2 separate regions of the Sus scrofa genome follow, and region 1 is linked to region 2. The links are chromatin contacts, called in public HiChIP or PLAC-seq maps. All regions are on one chromosome and are shown on one strand. The core of a region is the stretch at or near the end of the contact, and the rest is flanking DNA. Distances in the headings are between cores, read along the strand shown.

The links. HiChIP or PLAC-seq counts read pairs in DNA pulled down with a chosen protein or histone mark.
Region 1: a contact with region 2 is called in an H3K27ac HiChIP or PLAC-seq map of alveolar macrophages. The contact joins the promoter of RTTN here to the promoter of SOCS6 in region 2. A contact is called at or near these places in 2 of 5 promoter capture datasets (fetal liver and liver), 4 of 47 Hi-C or Micro-C datasets (embryonic fibroblasts, heart right ventricle, liver and 1 more) and 2 of 2 datasets of contacts at active chromatin or transcription factors (alveolar macrophages and skeletal muscle).

Annotation. Positions count from the first base shown.
Region 1 is chr1:152,686,947-152,689,646 of Sscrofa11.1, reverse strand. It overlaps RTTN (rotatin), which reads right to left and starts at 1,342. Exons shown (of 49, transcript XM_021099277.1): 1 at 1,239-1,342.
Region 2 is chr1:152,635,193-152,637,972 of Sscrofa11.1, reverse strand. It overlaps SOCS6 (suppressor of cytokine signaling 6), which reads left to right and starts at 1,499. Exons shown (of 2, transcript NM_001170518.2): 1 at 1,499-1,533.

The sequences.
Region 1 (2,700 bases), core at 93-2,592, 52 kb before region 2:
CGGGTTCCGCAATTCCTGAGCGAAGGAGACAGGGAGTGAGAAGCATTCCGTAAGCTGTTCCCAGCACCCGCGCCCCCAAAGAAGCTTACGGCCTCTCTGTAATTACTACTTCGTAGTTCCTAGACAGTGGTGTGGATTGTTAAGAAATGGAAAGAATGAAGAAGCAAGCAGCGATAGAACCAGCTTTGGCCGCAGTGCGCGTCGGGAGTTGTAGTCTTCGCTTGTTCGTGCTCCGCTCCCGGAATTCCGGACCCGCCACCGTGCCCGCCAGCCTGGGGTTCCGGCGTCCTCGCTTCTATGCGAGGGGTTTATGACTCTGCCAGTCTGACTTCTCAGCTCCCAGAACTTTACAATTTAGAATGCGGACTTTTGTTAGGATTACCCATCCCAGCCCACGCCTGCCTCCCTGCGTTACTAAATGACTTAACCTCTTCAACTGTAAAACGAACCTGCAAAATCAAGCAGTGACCTTGGATACCTGGTTTCAAAGTAAACAGGACGCAATAGAAATAAAGGCTAGCTGGGGGGGAAGTGGGGGGAGGGGTACACAGAAGAGAAAAAAGGCGACTGTAGAAAGAAAAAGGGATTGGTAGGGGGGTTAATTCCTATTTGAATGCCTCTAAAGTTGACTTCTGCACTGTGATCGAGCTGAACTAATAGGGAAAAAAAATCTAAGCAATGGTTAACAGCAAAGACAACAAAACTAAATATATAAAATGACTTGCATTTTAGAAAATATTTTATCTCACTGATCTTTTCAATTTCCCTGGACAAGGGATGTCGAGGCAGCAATTCTCATTCCTATTTTGCAAAAAAAAAAAAAGGAGGGGGTGATTGGGAGTGAGGAGGAACTTAAAATCGGAGAAGTACCTGGCTCACTATCACATCAACAAATAACTGACTGATTAAGTTTGTTTCTTTGTCCCATTCTTAGAACCTTGCCACCTCTACAAGTCTGTAGATAGAGAGTGGTGACATTTGAGCTGGACCTTGGGGGATAAGTAGGAGTTTATTTGCCAGGCAAAGAAATAGTATAAGGGAATTTCTGCCAGAGAAAACAGTACATGCAAAGGCAAGAATTCAGAGTGAGTCTGTCGAAGTCAGGGAAAGTGAAAAAGTCTATGTGACCAGATTACCTCTGGGAGAAAGAGAAGAGGGGCAACTGGCATGCTGGCTATTTCCCCATTTGGTCCTCCAGGGACTTCTCCCCACTCTGCTAGCCTCTGCCGGTAACTGACCTCTACAGATGAAAAGGCTGCACCAGCAAAGCACCCTGGCCCTCCAGCATCCAACTGGCTGTGGTAAATAGAGACACCAGGAGGAAATGAGAGGAAGAAATGAGAGTGTGTATATTTAACCAAGATTCAGCTAGCCCACACCTAAACCTGCCTGGCCAAGATTGTAACAGTGGCTGCATTCCATAGGGCAATAGCTCCTGCTGAATGGTGTGTCAAAGGTACTGAAAAACAGAAACTGTAGAAGGAGGCATTTGCACTAACTGATAAGTATCTGTAGTTGTCCAGCCATGACGGTTTAAGTTGTGTATTTGAAGTGTCAAGGTCAAAATACACAAAGCGGTATGAAGAAATGAGAGAATTAATTTTTTCAGTGATATTTCTAAGATGAACAGTCTTGGATGATAGGAAATTGGGGATGTTGGTGGGTAAGGGATGGGAGAAAAATAACTTCAAGCAAGCATTTTTTAAGTAGAATAGGAGGTCAGACTATGAAGTGGTATCGATTATGTTGCTTTTCTAACATTTGCTGTTATTATTGAGCAGATGTTACCTTTATAATTAGACAAAAATTATTGTCTTGCCTATTACATTCAAAACAATTATCATTCTCCTGTTAGACTGAGTATTAGTTTGCCAGTTTTTCCTCAAAGTATCAACTGTCAATTTATTAATTCTACTGTTTAAAAAAAAACATATTCTAATGTATTAACTGTACTTTTATTTAGTATCAGTTACTTTCTCCTTCTTTGGGTTTGTTTCGCTGTTCCTTTTCTAACTTTTTAAGCTAAGAGTTACTTTATTTCAATTCTTTCTTAGTTATAGTGAATTTTAAGTCCATGAATCTGCATCTAAAAAAAGCTCTAGTCATATATCATGAATTTAGATTTGTAATATTCTAACTATTATTATTTTCAACAATCCTGAAACTACTGTTTCCTTTTTCTCCCAAGATCTGTTTAGAAGGTTGATTTTTAATTGCCTTCTTTGTTGTATACTTTCATTATTAATTTCTACTTTTATTGTATCCCCATCAGCAACCCAGGCTTTTGTAATTATGAACTTTAAGATCAAATATTTTAAGTGATGCCTGAGTACTTGAAAAAATGGCCAATAGATATCTGTGTGTAGATGTGTGAAGAACCATATGTGTATTATCTTTGTAATTTTCTATGTGTACTTAAAATAGTTTTTGTCATATATACTTAAGTGCTCACATAGTAAATACACATTGAATTTTACATGATGGTAAATGACAGCCGTTCACTGGTGATACATATATGGATCAGGGAAGGGGTGAAGGTAGAGATCTTTTCTGGTGATGATTTTTCTTAGGAGAGAAAGAAATGCTTTTTTTTTTTTTTTTTTCTTTTCTGGAAGAAGCATGCATGCAGTTTTGCTCTTCCTTACAATTTGGACATGAATTTCAATACTTGGGGTTATGTATAGCAGGTCTGTAAGTTGT
Region 2 (2,780 bases), core at 250-2,749:
TGTCTCCTGGAAGTCAGCTCAGCCCATTGCTACCTTAGTGTTCCTCAGCCCTACTGCACAGCCCCCAGCCTCTGACCTTCTCTCTAGATAAGGAGACACCAGTGCCCCGATACTCCAGTCTACCCCATGTCTTCTCCTTCTGAAGGAGCTTAAAACAAGTGCGCTGGGTTGAAAAGTTGGCTTCTTTTCTAATTACTACTTACTATTATCACCAAATTCTCTGACCATTCTTTTAGTCAATATTCACTGTTACTAGATATTTGAGAATTGCCCTGTTGCTATTAAACCAGGTAAGGGGTTAGTAATGAATTCAAGCAAGAATTGAAGATGACAGAGGACTGGTGAATCCCATAAAACAAATGACTTCAATTTTATATATACAATTCATACATACCAATTAAATCAACTGACAACCCAATTTTTAAAGTGTTAATCTAGATTTTGTGTTTAGATGAGAATTGTATGTATGTCCACATTTATAAAAATTAAGATTACTTGAAATTTTTTTAAACTAATAGCTTTGTTGAGGTGTAATTCAGATATAAATTGAACTTTAACATTTTTTCCCTGAGTCTTATTTGTTTCCTTTTTAAAAGGTCACTGCTATTCAAGAAATACAACTTTAAGTGAACAATAATTCTTTAGACTTTAGTTATACTTACCTGTAATTATTTTTCATCAGAAGAGGACACGAATTTTCCTATGGCTTCTCATTGACAAAGGTCCAATCTGTTGTTATTGCTATATGCTAGTAACACAGCTCAGTCAACTTCCAAAGAAATGAGTCAAGTTACCAACACACAACTTCACATCACACTACCTTGGAACTGGGTGGCACAAACAGCGGTCAACTAAGATTTTTTATAAAACCCCACTAACAAGGACTAATGGAAAAGCATATGGCCTGAAACAAGGAATAAGTTTTCTCTCAAAAAGCACACTTTACGGTTAAGCTAGAAAAGGTGTGGGGAAAGACTTCCCCTCACCGATGCGTGCATGCCAGGCTGTCCCTGTCCCTCCCTAAGAGCTGGGACCAGATGGGGTCACCGTGCTAGGTGAGCGGACCTCGGCCGCGTGGGGTAGCCTCCCAGCCACATGGACAAGGGCAGAGCCGGTACCAGAGGGTCCAGAATATTTTCCTTTCTGCGTCAGCCTGGACCACCGGGGAGGGGAGGTTGAAAAGACAGAACCGACACCAAAAAGGCTGCCGGCTCAACTGGCACCAGCCGGACGATGCCCAGACTCCGACTCCGGCGCGGGACCGGCCCCCGCCCCCCGGCCCCGCCCCCGAGCGCCCCCGCCCCCGCCGGCCAGCCCCCGCGCGGACGCCCGCCTGCGCCGCGGGCCGAGTGGTGGGCGCGGAGCGGCCGGCTCCGCTCCTGCGCTCCGGCTCCCGCTCGGGCTGGCGCCGCCGCGCGCCCCTCCTGGAGAAGGAGGAGGAGGAAGGAGGCGGGAGGAGGAGTTGCGGGAGAGGAGGGCCGAGCGCGGCAGTCGCGCCGGCGCTGGGCGAGGAGCGCAGCGGGCCGCTGCCGGGTGAGCGTCTGCGAAGCCGAGTCGGAGGCTGGGTCGGGGCTCGGCTTTTCGCTCCCAATCCTCGGGGCCCGGGGGAGCGGCCTCGGGGGCGCCTCTGCCCCTCAGGCCGGCGGGGGCGGGTCCGGCGCGGGCTGGGCCGCGGGTCGGGTCGGCGCGAGGCCCTGCGCGCCACGGCGGGTCCACGGGCGGGGGCCGGGCGGGCGGGGATAGGCGTCCGGGAAGCCGGGCTGGGGAGCCGGCCGGGGAGGGCCGAGGCCTGCTTCCGCCGGGCGCCGGCCCGACCCCTCGGCCTCCCGGCCTCCTGCGCGCCGGGCCCGGGCCGCCGCCTTTGTTGCCCGCAGCCCTCCGGGGAGAGGCCGGGGCTCAGAGAGGCCTGGGGCGGTGGCGCGGGGCCTGCGCGCTCCACACACAGTCGGCCGCGCTGGGAACCCCTCCGTTCGGCGGCCGAAGGGTGGCCCGGGAGGCCCAGGCCGCGTCGGCGCCGCCGCCCCCGGGCGGCTCCTTGGGTCGGGATCCGGGTCTGTTCCGCGCGTGGAGGCGCCCCTGGACTTGCGCGGATGTAGGGCTCCGGGAGGGTCAAACCGCCCTCGGTGCCGAGACGGGCCTGAATCTTCAATTTGCTTCAGGTGTTGGCAACTTCAGGGCCCCATTGTGGCCCATCCTGTGTCGGAACTGTTGACAATTGTCAGTGGCTGATCCTGGCACAGAACTTGGAACGTGTGCAGTCTTCTGTAAGCCAACTTAGCATGTAGTCGCATCCCATCCCCACTTTTTGGGATTCAGGGCCAGGTAGGATTATGTGGCGGAACTCAGGCTTCCGGTAGTGAAACCTATAACGTTGAATTCAGTTCAGCCAATGTTTGTTGAAAACGACTACCCGGGAAAATGATGATACTTTACTGTGTGTGGGTAACGGAGAACTAAGTGATCACAATTATCACGTGAATGAGACACAAAACGTTTCTCAAATATGTTCTTTATGGACTGTGCCCCTTGGAATAAAGATATATTTGTAATCAAACAAAAGTAAATTGCCATCCACTTCAAGATGAAATGTCTGAGTTGTTCGCACCCACAGAGGTGTACGTTTATCTTGACTTTTTTTGGTTAACAACTATCACAACATGAAATCTATTTCGCTTACTCTAATGAATGAATTTTACATGGACTGTTTAGTGCTGTGGAGAATAATCAGTGTTATTTAAAACCATGAATGGCGTTGTTTATCAAGTTTCACAGAGAAAACC